2 separate regions of the Sus scrofa genome follow, and region 1 is linked to region 2. The links are chromatin contacts, called in public Hi-C maps. All regions are on one chromosome and are shown on one strand. The core of a region is the stretch at or near the end of the contact, and the rest is flanking DNA. Distances in the headings are between cores, read along the strand shown. Region 1 overlaps PPP1R10 (protein phosphatase 1 regulatory subunit 10). Region 2 has its middle 17 kb from the start of SLA-2.

The links. A called contact is a pair of places that touch in the nucleus more often than the background predicts.
Region 1: a contact with region 2 is called in a Hi-C map of liver, with 2.1 times the contacts expected there. The contact joins two enhancer-like sites. A contact is called at or near these places in 7 of 47 Hi-C or Micro-C datasets (blood, embryonic fibroblasts, liver and 4 more) and 1 of 2 datasets of contacts at active chromatin or transcription factors (alveolar macrophages).

The regions. Positions count from the first base shown.
Region 1 is chr7:23,145,253-23,151,679 of Sscrofa11.1, reverse strand. PPP1R10 (protein phosphatase 1 regulatory subunit 10) reads left to right here. Exons shown (of 18, transcript NM_001123165.1): 15 at 88-163; 16 at 392-505; 17 at 650-1,360; 18 at 1,638-1,747. The coding sequence ends at 1,747. Among named protein-coding and RNA genes, the nearest start is that of PPP1R10, 10 kb to the left of the region's middle. Within about 2 kb of position 4,374, at least 26 of the 83 cell types and tissues checked have an H3K27ac peak or open chromatin away from gene starts, as enhancers often do. A contact at or near this core is called in alveolar macrophages, liver and subcutaneous adipose tissue, where this site is marked.
Region 2 is chr7:22,969,769-22,976,735 of Sscrofa11.1, reverse strand. It overlaps the pseudogene SLA-4. Among named protein-coding and RNA genes, the nearest start is that of SLA-2, 17 kb to the right of the region's middle. Within about 2 kb of position 1,490, at least 36 of the 83 cell types and tissues checked have an H3K27ac peak or open chromatin away from gene starts, as enhancers often do. A contact at or near this core is called in alveolar macrophages, liver and subcutaneous adipose tissue, where this site is marked.

The sequences.
Region 1 (6,427 bases), core at 3,125-5,624, 170 kb before region 2:
CTTACTTCCCCCTCGGGTTTTCCTTCCTCGACTGCTTGTTGCCCTTGTCCTCGGTTGACCTTGTTCCCTCCCGACCTTGCCTCCCAGGGTAGCCCTAACAGTCATCCCTCAGAGGAGCTGCTGAAGCAACCCGACTATTCGGACAAGATCAAGCAGATGCTGGGTAATGCTCCCCGCCAGCCCTGGGGCCCAGGCCAGCAGGCCTGCAGTGGAGTTGGGGGAGCAGGGGTGTTGCCACTGGGCAGCAAGACGTGGGAGGGGAAGACTGAACAGAGAGCGTGGTGCTCTGCCAGGTTGGTCTGGAGGTGGGCCGGGCACACCTAAGTGGGGAGACGCCCTGCTGCTCTTCCAGCAGCCCCTGCTCACGGCTTTGTTCCTTTTGCATTAACAGTGCCCCATGGACTCTTGGGCCCTGGTCCGATCGCCAACGGTTTCCCCCCAGGAGGCCCTGGGGGCCCTAAGGGCATGCAGCATTTCCCCCCTGGGCCCGGGGGGCCTATGCCTGGTAGGTAGTGGGGGAGAGGGTGGAATGGGCTTGTCCCTGTACTTTGGGTCTGGTGATGCTACAGGGGTGATGAAAGCTGGGAGTGGCAATCCTTGGGTGTGACAGGCAGCTGATACTGTCTCTCTCCCTTTCCTCCCCCAATAGGTCCCCATGGAGGCCCTGGGGGCCCTGGTGGGCCAGTGGGTCCTCGTCTCCTGGGTCCCCCACCCCCTCCCCGGGGGGGTGATCCCTTCTGGGATGGCCCGGGTGACCCCATGCGGGGTGGCCCGATGCGAGGGGGACCAGGACCAGGTCCTGGACCATACCATAGAGGACGCGGTGGCCGAGGAGGAAATGAACCTCCTCCTCCTCCTCCTCCTTTCCGAGGGGCCAGAGGAGGGCGCTCTGGTGGAGGACCGCCTAATGGACGAGGGGGCCCCGGCGGGGGCATGGTTGGAGGCGGTGGGCATCGTCCCCATGAAGGCCCTGGCGGGGGCATGAGCAGCGGCAGTGGACATCGCCCCCACGAAGGCCCTGGCGGTGGCATGGGTGGGGGACATCGCCCCCACGAAGGCCCTGGCGGTGGCATGGGTGGGGGGCATCGCCCCCATGAAGGTCCCGGCGGTGGCATGGGTGGAGGCAGTGGACATCGCCCCCACGAAGGCCCTGGCGGAGGAATGGGTGCTGGTGGTGGACATCGGCCCCATGAAGGCCCTGGACATGGGGGGCCCCATGGCCACAGGCCTCATGATGTCCCTGGTCACCGAGGCCACGACCATAGAGGGCCGCCACCTCATGAACACCGTGGCCATGATGGCCCTGGTCACGGAGGAGGGGGCCACCGAGGGCATGATGGAGGCCACAACCACGGAGGAGGTGAGGATGCTCCCTGTCCCCTTGTGTGCCTCTTGGTGTCCCATACAGGCATTGGCGGGGGGGCTGTCACTACCTCAGGTGTGGCAGGCAGAACCCCAGGTCACCTCGTTCCCAGTTCCCAGCATGCCTGGCAGCTCCTACCTTTTACCCTTCCCCCAGGCCCCCAAGCTTGGTGTCGCTGAAAGATGCTTCTCAGGAGGCTTGGACTGCTGCCGCGAGGGTGGTACTGACCTCTGAGCTATTCTGTCTAACCGTCATTCCCCCCTTGTTCCCACAGACATGTCAAAGCGCCCCGTTTGTCGACATTTCATGATGAAGGGCAACTGCCGCTACGAGAACAACTGTGCCTTCTACCACCCGGGTGTCAATGGGCCCCCCCTGCCCTAGGACCGCCCGCCCGCCCGCACACAGCCCTGCGGACTGTAGCCTGGCTCCTTCCACCCTTTTATGGCTTCTGTGAGGCCCACTGTCCCCTGCCCCCAGCCGATGAGGAGCTGGCCCCCTCAGCGCCCACCTGCCTGGGTTCCTGGGGGTTTTCTGATCACTGGTGCGCATCGATGTACATATTTCCCTCCAGTCTGGGGAGGAGAGACTGGACACATTCTGTACCCTGGACTGAAGAGGAGACCCAGTTGGCTTCACTTTTTGAGGAGAGTTGTCCGGTTTCCCAAGTCCCTCCCTCCCCGGTGTGACCCTGCGTGCCGGAGAACCTGAAGCTAGCGAGGCCGGAGCCCACCTCTGCTCTCCTGCGCTGGGTCCCGACGCGTGTGAGATCATCCCAGCCACGGATATTCCTCCCTGCGGGGTAGAGGTGGTAAGGGGTGCTCTACCTCCCTCTGCACGGAGGGGCTCGGTCCGGCTGGATTTGAGTCCGGAACACACCTCGCCCCCCCACCCCCCCTCCAGCCATCCGTTCTGAATTCTTTCTCTAAGGACTGCGACCGTCTGAAGAGCCGAGTTTGCAGCATGGGTCTGGCTGGGTTCGATGATGGCAAATTCCTATCTGCATCCAGTCAAGTTTGAGCTGGCCTAGGGGTGGCTCTTTGTGGCGGTCCACCCTTGCCTACGGCTCATTCTGGAAATTAAAACACTTCAGTGAGACCAGCTTTTCATCAACTGAAGCCCGGTGTGCTGGGCCTGACAGTCACACTACATGCACTGCCTTCAGGAGTGAGTGCGCTCCTGGCCCCTACCTGGAACCTTGTCGGGGGAGGCCTCCAGCTCCCTTGCCCTGTCAGCCACCTCTGAGTCCCCACCAGGTGCCTTCCTGGGTGGATTCGTTAGGGTGACTGGCCCTCTCCAGCCCTTTCCTTCACCTGTCTCAGCATCAGTTGTTTTCTATGAAAACAGTGGATTGGTTGGGTTTTGTGCAGGGTCTATGGTTAGAGCCACAATGGATTTGAGGATGAGTATTTTTCTTTTTCTTTTGGTTTTGTATATTTTGTACATTAATAATAAACAGTGGAAAGAGAAGCAACTTATTTAACCCCCGGTGTATTTGGAATTTTTTGTCTTTTTAGGGCCACACCTGTGGCATATGGAGGTTCCCAGGCTAAGGGTCGAATTGGAACTGTAGCCACTGGCCTATACCACAGCCACAGCAATGCCAGGTCCGAGCCACGTCTGCAACCTACACCACAGCTCACGGCAATACTAGATCCTTAAAACCACTGAGCAAGGCTGGGCATCGAACTCGTAACCTCATGGATGCTAATCAGATTCGATTCTGCTGAGCATGATGGGAACTCCTGGACTCTTTACTGTTACTTAGCTGCGCTTGAGGTTACATTAATATAAACCTCTGTGGAATGTAGTTTTCAATACTTTGTTGGTATTAAATACTGGTGAAGGGAGTTCCTGTCGTGGCACACAGAAAAGAATCCGACTAGGAACCATGAGGTTGTGGGTTTGAGCCCTGGTCTCGCTCAGTGAGTTAAGGATCCAGCGTTGCTGTGAGCGGTGGTGTAGGTCGCAGACATGGCTCAGATCTGGCGTTGCTATGGCCGTGGTGTAGGCCAGCAGCTGTAGCTCCAATTAGACCCCCAGCCTGGGAACTATATGCTGTGTGTGTAGCCCTAAAAAGGGAAGAAAAAACTGGTGAAGGAGTGCTGTGAATATGAAACACCGCAGGGTACAGGGGGGCTCCCGTGTTGTGAGACACTGGGGATCCAGAACTCACAGATTGGCTGAGATGCAGGAGGTTCAGACACATGGATTCTAGCTGATCTGCCAGCCTGCAGAGTAGCTTAGGGAAGGAATTTAAACGAGGGTTAGAAAGCAGAAGATGGAGAGGATTAAATAGTTAAGTTCTGCTATTATGCAATTAGAAATCAGTAGGTTACGTTTTATGGGGAAAGGGAGCATATTGAGGCCAGAGTTGAGAAGAGTGGTTTCCAACCTTTTAGCGTTCCATCAGAATCATCCGAAGGGCTTTGTTTTTTCATTCCCACTGTGGTGGAATGGAGCAATGGGATAGGTAGCGTCTTGGGAGCACTGGGACACATATTCAGTCCCCAGACCAGGCTGGCACAGTGGGTTAAGGATCCGGTGTTGCCACAGCTGTGGCTTAGGTCGCAACAGCACTTGGGATCTGATCCCTGGCCTGGGAACTCCATATGCTGCGGGGGCAGCCAAAAAAAGGGAAAATTCACTGTCCCTAGAACGTGTTTCTAGGCTGTTGTTTCTAGGATTGGCCACAAGACGGCAGTAACTTCCTAAATTCCACAAGCCCAACCCACACTTAGTAAAGCCGATTGCCGGCAGCTGCAGCTTAGATCGCAACAGCAGCTTGTATCTGATACCTGGCCGGGTAACGGCTAACTCCATATGCCAAAGGGAGGCCAAAAAAAGGAAAAAAAGAAAAATTTCACTGTTCCTAGAACACGTTTCTTGGCTGTTGTTTCTAGGATTGGCCACAAGAGGGCAGCAACTTCCTAAAGTCACAAACCGAACCTACACTTAAAGCCAGTGGGGCAGATTTTATCTTCCCTTTGCCCCATTTCGCCAAAGAGGGTGTCCAGTTAGCCTGCTGTTCCTCTCTGCACTGGGAGAGCGCCTGAGAAGACATAATCTAAAGGCCAAGCTAAGGAGGTGAAATAACGAAGTACACAGCTCAAGTGAAAAGTTTAGAAAAAAATTTAAAAATTCTTTAACTTGCATTTCCTTCCTTCTGGATCCATCTATTGCCTGCTTCATACTTTCCTCCCTTCATCTGCAACAGGCCACAAGAACCTTTAAAGAGAGCTTAGTTTTTTCTATTTTACTTTAAAAATGAGTTCAGGAGTTGCCATCGTGGCTCAGTGGTTAACAAATCCGACTAAGAACCATGAGGTTGCGGGTTCGATCCCTGGCCTGGGAACTCCAGGCCTTGCTTAGTGGGTTAAGGATTGGGCATTGCCATGAGCTGTGGTGTAGGTCACAGACGTGGCTCAGATCCCACGTGGCTGTGGCTCTGGCATAGGCCGGCAGCTATAACTCTGATTAGACCCCTAGCCTGGGAACCTGCATGTGCTGTGTGGCCATAGAAAAGACAAAAAAAAAAAAAAAAGTTCAGTAATTTTCCTTTCAAATTCTTCATGAAAATCCAAAATAAACTGTTACTTAGGTTTTCTTTATTTTGGGGGCATAGGGGGAGAGGCTGAGCATCTCTTCCATTTCACTGTACCCATCAACTCATTTCTGTTCTTCACCACGCCCTCGCGACTGCTTCAGTTGGCCTGTTCTTTCTCTTTCCATTTCCACTCCCATCCCCCAAATCCACTTCGAACTTTTGACACTGTCAGCTTTCCCAAGCACACCAGTCCAATCTCCAATTCTCAATCACCATTATGTTGTTTCTCCCATTCCTGCTCCCTGGCAGTAAACCTAACATTGAAAGATCAGGAAATCCTACCACCCTGGCGCAGTGTAAATTATTAGCACCAACTCAACATTTACCGCTGCCTGGCAAACTTCTGAACTCCTCTTGATTCGCCGGCACCAAACCTCCTGGGAAAGTGAGCCCCCTGGAGTGCTTGCACTTCTCTTTGGCTGAAAATCAGTCTACATTATTTTCTTTCCTTTCGGAGAGGAAGGGGAGTATTTCCTCCTTCCCAAGAGAATATCTAACGCCCCTCCTGACCTTGCTCCCTGCCCCCTCCATTCTTCATCCAGCAGCCAATTCTGTGAAAATGAAAACTAGGTCAATCACACTCCGGCAGAGACACCGAGGGCCCCCTATTGCTCCCGGGATCATAGCCCAACTCCCTATCAAGGTTTACAAGGCCCTGTGGGTCCTGGCTCCTGCTCAGGCTCCAAGCTCAAGCTAGGTTCCATGTTCTAAGCTTAAGCCAAGTCAAACTTTTTCCAGCTTCTGGGCCTTTGCCCATTCTGGTCCCTTCCCCAAAGGCTCTTTCTCACTTATCTAGTCAGTTCCTTCTCCATCTAAAGGCTTTGGCTTTAATGTTACTTCCTCTGAGGAGTTCCCTTGTGTCTCAGCAAACCTGACTAGCATCCATGAGATGCAGGGTCAATCCCTGGCCTCGCTCAGTAGGTCAAGGCTCCAGCATTGCCGTGAGCTGTGGTGCAGGTTGCAGACGTGGCTTGGATCCTTTGCTGCTGTGACTGTGGTGTAGGCCAGCAGCTCAGCTCTGACTGACCCCTAGTCTGGGAGCTTCTTCATGCCAAAGTTGCGGCCCTAAAACAAAAAACAAAAAAACTGTGGGAAATGTAAAATTTTAGTATTCATTTTACAAGTAACATTCCTGTATATCTGATGTATCATCTCATCTAAACAAGTGAACTGAAAATGTTAAGTGTAAAGTATAGAGTGTAACATGAAATACATGTTAACAAAAGCAGAAGAATTTACAGTCCTTTACAAATGGTTATATATCTAATCCCTGAATAACCTGGTGAGGTTGGATCACCTCCATGTTACAGATGAGCAAACAGGTACCAAGAGGTTAAGTCCAAGGTCATACCATTAGTAGTGGACTTGAAGCCTGCTGCCTCTGTTCTGGACCCACTTCATCAAATCGTGGAGATTACTTTTACATGTAGCACTGAACTTGGCACAAGACCCTTGCT
Region 2 (6,967 bases), core at 241-2,740:
AGGGGAGGGCCCTCCTCAGGCTTGAGTCCCGACCTTGCGGAAGGTCTTCAGAAGGGCTTCTGCTGTGTCTGAGAAGAGGCTCCGCCCCCAGGGCCCTCCTTACCCCATCTCAGGGTGAGGGGCTCCTGCAGGCCCTCGTGCTGCACATGGCAGGTGTAGCTCTGCTCCTCTCCAGGAGGCACCACCAGGGCCGCCCACTTCTGGAAGGTCCCATCCCCTGAGGGCCTGGTCTCCACCAGCTCCATGTCCTGGCTCTGGTCCTGGCCCTCCCGCTGCCAGGTCAGGGAGATCTCCTTAGGTAGAAGCCCAGGGCCCAGCACCTCAAGGTGACCCCGAGGTCAGAGCTGGGGTGGCGGGTCACATGTGTCTTTGGAGGGTCTGAGGAAGAAGAATCAGAAAATTCACTTCGGATTACTCACAAGGGGCCACTGAAGCAGCCTCATGTGACCACTGGGAGAATGGAGAGGACAATGGTTTGGAAGGAGAAGCACAAACCACAGACACCAGCCTGGCCTGGGGATGGGGGTGGGGGTCTGGAAATATCTCCTATTCCTTGGAAATTTCTATAATTAGAGACTAGGGTAAAAGTCTTCAGGTCTCAGAGGAAGAAGACAGTCTCTGGTCCTATTCTGGGTGGAGGGTGACTGACTCAGAAAAGCTGGAGTCAGGCCTCCAAAGATGTTCTCAGGTGGAGAAAAAGACCTTTAGAGAGAAAGTCATGGTTCACAACATTGCTGTCAGAGTCACAGGGAACTGCTGATCAGTTACATCAGGGATGGTCTCCCTTTCCATTTCCCTGAGACTAAATTCTTTAATTGCCCTTTAGAGAAAGTCTGGCTTCTGAGCAAGTCACTCTCTAGTACAGGATATAAGAACCTCTTTCTCCCGTCCAGAAAGAATGGCGGTGTTTTTTTGTTTGTTTGTTTTTTGTCTTTTGAGGGCTGCATCCGCAGCATATGGAGGGAAGTTCCCAGGCTAGGGGTCGAATTGGAGATGTAGCTGCCGGGCTACACCACAGTCACTCAGGATCTGAGCCGCGTCTGCGACCTACACCAGAAAGGCTATATATTCTTAGACTGATTCCATTTTCCTCTCCTTTTAAGAAGCCAGCTCCCTCCCGAGGGGAGATTGTGGAGGCCCCGCGGCCCCTGATACCTCTGCGCTGCAGCGTGTCCTTCCCCATCTCCAGGTGTCTGCTGAGCCACTCCACGCACGTTCCCGGCAGGTAGTTCCTATCGCGCTCCGCCTCACCTGAAGCCTCCCACTTGCGCTTGGTGATCTGAGCCGCCGTGTCCGCCGCGGTCCAGGAACGCAGGTCCTCGTTCAGGGCGATGAAATCCTCCCCGTCGTAGGCGAACTGTTCGTACCTGCGGAGGAGGCGGCCGTCTGGCTCTGCGTCGCAGCCGTAAGTCCACTGGAGAGTGTGAGATCCTAGCGGTGACCCGATAACTGATCCGGGCCCGTAGCCCCGCCGGAAGTCAGCCCCGCCCCCCGCCCCGACCGACCAGAGGTTAAACCTAACTGAAAGTGAAACTGGGTGAAAGTCCTGCCGCCCCTTCCCAGATGAAGGGGCCCTGCGGGTCCAGAAATCTTGGGGCGACCCCAGCCGGTCCTGGGGATGGTGGTCGTGCCCTGGACCCGGGCCCGAGTCGCTCACCGGCCTCACTCTGGTTGAAGTAGCGGCGCAGGGTGTTCAGGTTCACTGCGGGAGTTTGTGCGGTGTCCTTGACGCCCCGCGTGTTCAGATCCCAATACTCTGGCCCCTGCTGCTCCATCCACGACGGCCGCAGCTCCACCCTCGGATTCGGGGCGTCGCTGTCGAACCTCATGAGTTGCGTGTCGTCCACGTAGCCGACGGCAATGGAGCGGGTCTCCCTGCGGCCGGGCCGGGACACGGCGGTGTAGACATCCCTCAGGGAGTGGTAGCCTGGGGGTGGGGAGGAGGGGGAGACACGACCCTCCTCCCGGCGCGGGGCCCCGGGTGCGAGGCGTGGGACCGGGGAGGAGGCGTGGGGCTGGTGAGAAGGGAAAGGGGTGGTGGGTCGGAGAGGGCACTGGAGTTCGGAAGGGGTGGGAGGCGGGGGAGGTACAGGGCCCGGCAGGACCGAGGTGGGGAATCTGGGGCGGAGGCGGCGGAGGCGCATCTTCTCCTGGGGTCCGGCTCCCCAGCCAGGCGGTGCCCTCGTTCCTCCCCGCAGAGGCCGTTCCTCCCCAACCCCGCACTCACCCGCCCGGGTCCGGGTCAGGGCCAGGCCCCCCCCCAGAGAAGCAGGAGGAGGGCTCGAGACCCCCTGACCCGTATCCTTGGGGTCTGGGAAGAAGCTGAGTGGAGGCGGGTGAGTGGAGATTTTGTAACCCGGGACCGCGGTGGCTTTGATTGGCTTCTCCAGAAACCCGACCCGCAATGGGAGTGAGAAGTGGGGACTTGGGGCCGCGTCAGGAAAATCCATGCGGGGAGGGTCCGATATTTTATAATCCGGGCAGGGTGATAGTATTAATAACCTTTTACATGTTAACAGAAATCATATGTTTTTATGAGAAATAACTATTTTCCTAGATAAGCAGAATAGTGAGAAGAGTGTATTTACTTATTTATTTATTTATTTTTATTTTCCCACTGTACAGCAAGGGGGTCAGGTTATCCTTACATGTATACATTGCAATTACAGTTTTTCCCCCACCCTTTCTTCTGTTGCAACATGAGTATCTAGACATAGTTCTCAATGCTATTCAGCAGGATCTCCTTGTAAATCTATTCTAAGTTGTGTCTGATAAGCCCAAGCTCCCGATCCCTCCCACTCCCTCCCCCTCCCTCCCCCTCCCATCAGGCAACCACAAGTCTCAGAAGAGTGTATTTTTTACATTTTTTGCAACTCTCGTCTCGCATTAGAAGACCGCTGGAGGAATTCCCTTCGTGGCGCAGTGGTTAAGGAATCCGACTAGGAACCATGAGGTTGCAGGTTCCATCCCTGGCCTTGCTCAGTGGGTTAAGGATCTGGCCTTGCCGTGAGCTGTGCTGTAGGTCGCAGACGAAGCTCAGATCTGGTGTGGCTATGGCTGTGGCATAGGCCTGCGGCTGAAGCTCCAATTGGACCCCTAGCCTGGGATCCTCCATATGCCGTGGGAGCAGGCCTAGAAAGGCAAAAAGACAAAACAAAAACAAAAACAAATAAATACCAAAACAACCCACTGTTATTTTGATTGAAGTATATGAAAAAATATGCAGCCTTACAAATGCATGAGAGTAGTGTTTTAACTAACATTTTCAGATAATTTTTGCTAATCATCTTTGTTACTAAATTAAAATTATGCAAGTGGTAGTTTCTCAGTTTTGTTTTTTGACCAAGTGGAACCTGAAACACTGAATACTTCCTGTCTTGTCACATTAAAATACATAGGCCTATCTTGATATTGAAATGGATCTTTAACTAATGCATGAGTTTTTAAAGTAATGTATGGTTTCACTAAGTTATAGGTCTTCCACTGTAGATTTCAGTAAATCAACGTTTGAATCAAGGAAACAAGTATTGTTACTTGTTAAGCGTCAGTTGATTTTTTTTTCCCCCTGGGGCCTGTGGCATATGGAAGTTCCTGGGCAGGGAATCAAACTCTTTTCTTTTCTTTTTTTTTTTTTTATAAATGGATACTTTATTTTTTTTTTTATTTATTTTTTTTGTCTTTTGTCTTTTTGTTGTTGTTGTTGTTGTTTTTGTTGCTACTTCTTGGGCCGCTCCCGCGGCATATGGAGGTTCCCAGGCTAGGGGTCCAATCGGAGCTGTAGCCACCGGCCTACGCCAGAGCCACAGCAACACGGGATCCGAGCCGCGTCTGCAACCTTCACCACAGGTCACGGCAACGCCGGATCGTTAACCCACTGAGCAAGGGCAGGGACCTCATGGTTCCTAGTCGGATTCGTTAACCACTGCGCCACGACGGGAACTCCTTTTTTTTTTTTTTTTTTTATAAATGGATACTTTATTTATTTATTTTTTTTAGAATTCTTTACCTATTGCGCCTCCCCATACTTTCCCCCCAAATTCAAACAATTTTATTTCCTTTCATCCCAGACTCCTCTGTCCTTATTGTCTGTACCCAAATGAAAACACACATGACATTTTTCAATTGTAGACTGACGAGTTCTCTAAGCATGACCCAAAGGTGAAAAACAATCAAGAAAAACATAAAACTTTTCTAAGGCAACCAAAGATTCACAGGAGTTCCCGTCGTGGCTCAGTGGTTAACGAATCCAAGTAGGAACCATGAGGTTGGGGGTTTGATCCCTGGCCTTGCTCAGTGGATTAAGGATCCAGTGTTGCCATGGGCTGTGGTGTGGGTGGCAGACAGGGCTTGGATCTGGTGTTGCTGTGGCTCTGGTGTAGGCTCGTGACTACAGCTCCGATTAGACCCCTAGCCTGGGAACCTCCATATGCTGAGGAGTGGCCCTAGAAAAGGCAAAAAGACAAAAAAAAAAAAAAAGAAAAAAAAAGAAAAAAAGAAATGCAAATGTCAAATATATTAGTTATAAATAAATGTAAACAAAAGCAAGAATGTGAAAGGAGAAATGAGAATAAAATTAAGATCTATCAGTTTGGCAAAGATGAAAGCAAGCGATGAGATAACTGAGCAGAGGGTAGGGGGAATATGCTGTCATAAAGGCTGATGGGATTGAACACTGATACAAAATTTCTAATGGGCCCCTTTGCTAAACATCTTAATAATTTCAATGTGCTCACATTTTGACCTAGAAATTTCACCTTTAGGAAGTTATCCTAATTAGCTAATCACACATATTCCCTAAAATACAGGTTCAAGAAATTTCTTGAATTTTGGTTTATAAAAGCAGAAGAATGGAATCTTGTCTAAGTGCTATAATCACTATAATGACTATGAACTGTGGGACACCAAATATGTCTCAACAGTGCCATAGATTTTACATAGCGAATCACATTTATTCCTCGAAGAAAACCTACGAGGCACCCAATTTATGATCCCTTTTAATGACAGGGAAAGGGAGATTCAGGGAGATTAAAGTGCATATATTTTAGTGCATCTTTGAATCAAGATCTGGTAGAGACAATGAAGAACAAAAGCAGACCTTGATAGGGAGTTCCCATTGTGGCGAAATGGAAACAAATCCAGCTAGTATCCATGAGGATGTGGGTTCGATCCCTGCCCTCTCTCAGTGGGTCAGGGATTCGGTGTTGCTGTGGCTGTGGTGTAGGCTGGCAGCTGTAGCTCCGATTAGACCCCTAGCCTGGGAATTAACATATGCCATAGGTGCGCTCCCCCCCAAAAAAAACCCTGACACTCTTGTGAGGGAGATGGACACTCAGCAGAAATGACAGAGCTAGGAGTTCCCGTTGTGGCTCAGTGGGTTAAGGACCTGACTTTGTGAGGATGGGGGTTCCATCCCTGACCTTGTCCAGTGGCTTAGGGATCAGATGTCGCTGTGGCTATGGCTTAGGCTGAAGCTGCAGCTCTGATTTGACCCCTGGCCCAGGAACTTTTATGTGTTTCAGATGTGGCTGTAAAAAGAAAAAAGAAAAAAAAAAAAAAGAAAGAAATGACAGAGATTAATGTGAACCAGTACTGAGCTAAGTGCTGTGAGGAAAAATTCATGAAATCATGAAAGCAGAAAACCAGGAGCCCTGACAGGTCCCCTACCACTATCATCAATAATATCTAAGACGTGTAAACATATGTAAAAAATATAAGGTGTATGAAACTAAACCAGAATTATTAAAAATGTGTACAATCATAGAGGAAGAAAGACCTCTTGGAAAATAAAAATATGATCATAGAAATGAATAATTTAATAATTAATTGAAATATGAAATCATACCCCCACTAAGTGGTATAAATGGAAAGTAATGACCAGCAGGAGAGAAGACCTGCTAGTCTGTCAGTCAAGACATTCCAGCAAATTAATCGTACCAGTTTCATCAAGAATGACAAGTAGGAAACGGTAAAACATTTTTTCAAGAACATTTCTCTGAGTTTACAGACAGAAATTTACGTTTTTAATGGCCTAACCAAATTCTTACTCCAAAAGATGAAATGGACCCATTGCAAAACACATCATCGTGACCTTTCAGAAAGAGGATAGAAGAGGCCTTGAAAACTTCAAGAGGCGACAAACATGGGCCTGTAGACTAGAAGATACTGAAGCCATATCTTCCGAATTCCAAGGAAAAACTATTTCCATCACAGAGTTCAATATCAGTTCAAGATGTGAGTAAGTGGGAGGGTATCTAAGACATTGCAATGTTCAGAGTTCCAGTGTTTTACTTCCCATGTTTCCTTCCTTGCCAAAGTGGGGAAAAGGATGGAGAAAGCCAAAAAAGAGGACACCATGGGATTCAGGCAACAGGGGAAGCAGAACAAAAGATGAGGTGCCCAGGATGAGGCGAAGGAGATATGGCACATCAGCCCTGCCCCAGATGTGCAAGAAACCAGTCCACGCGAGGCAGGCTTGAGGGCTGTGGGGTAGGTGTGTTTGAAAAGATGAAGCTGGGAGAATCCAGATGCGCTCACATAAACACATATTTAGACCCTGGGGGAGAGTTTGGGAAAGATTTCATAATGGATACAACAGAAACTAAGCAAATGAAGAAATTAGATTTTTTCTTTTTTTTGATCTTTTTAGGGCCGCACCCGCAGCATATGGAAATTCCCAGGCTAGGGGTTGAATCGGAGCTGTAGCTGCAGGCCTACACCACAGCCACGCCAACACTGGATCCTTACACACTGAGTGAGGCCAGGGATCGAACCTGCGTCCTCATGGATACTAGTTGGATTAGTTTCCACTGAGCCACAACGGGAACTCAGAGAAATTAGATATTAACTTCAGGGAAAATAAAAGGTTGATTCAAGAAAGAGAAAATCATAGTTACTAAAGTCTCCGGTGTGACCAGCATTTACACGATCATCATAATGCAATTACTGCACATTGAACTAATCAAACTGA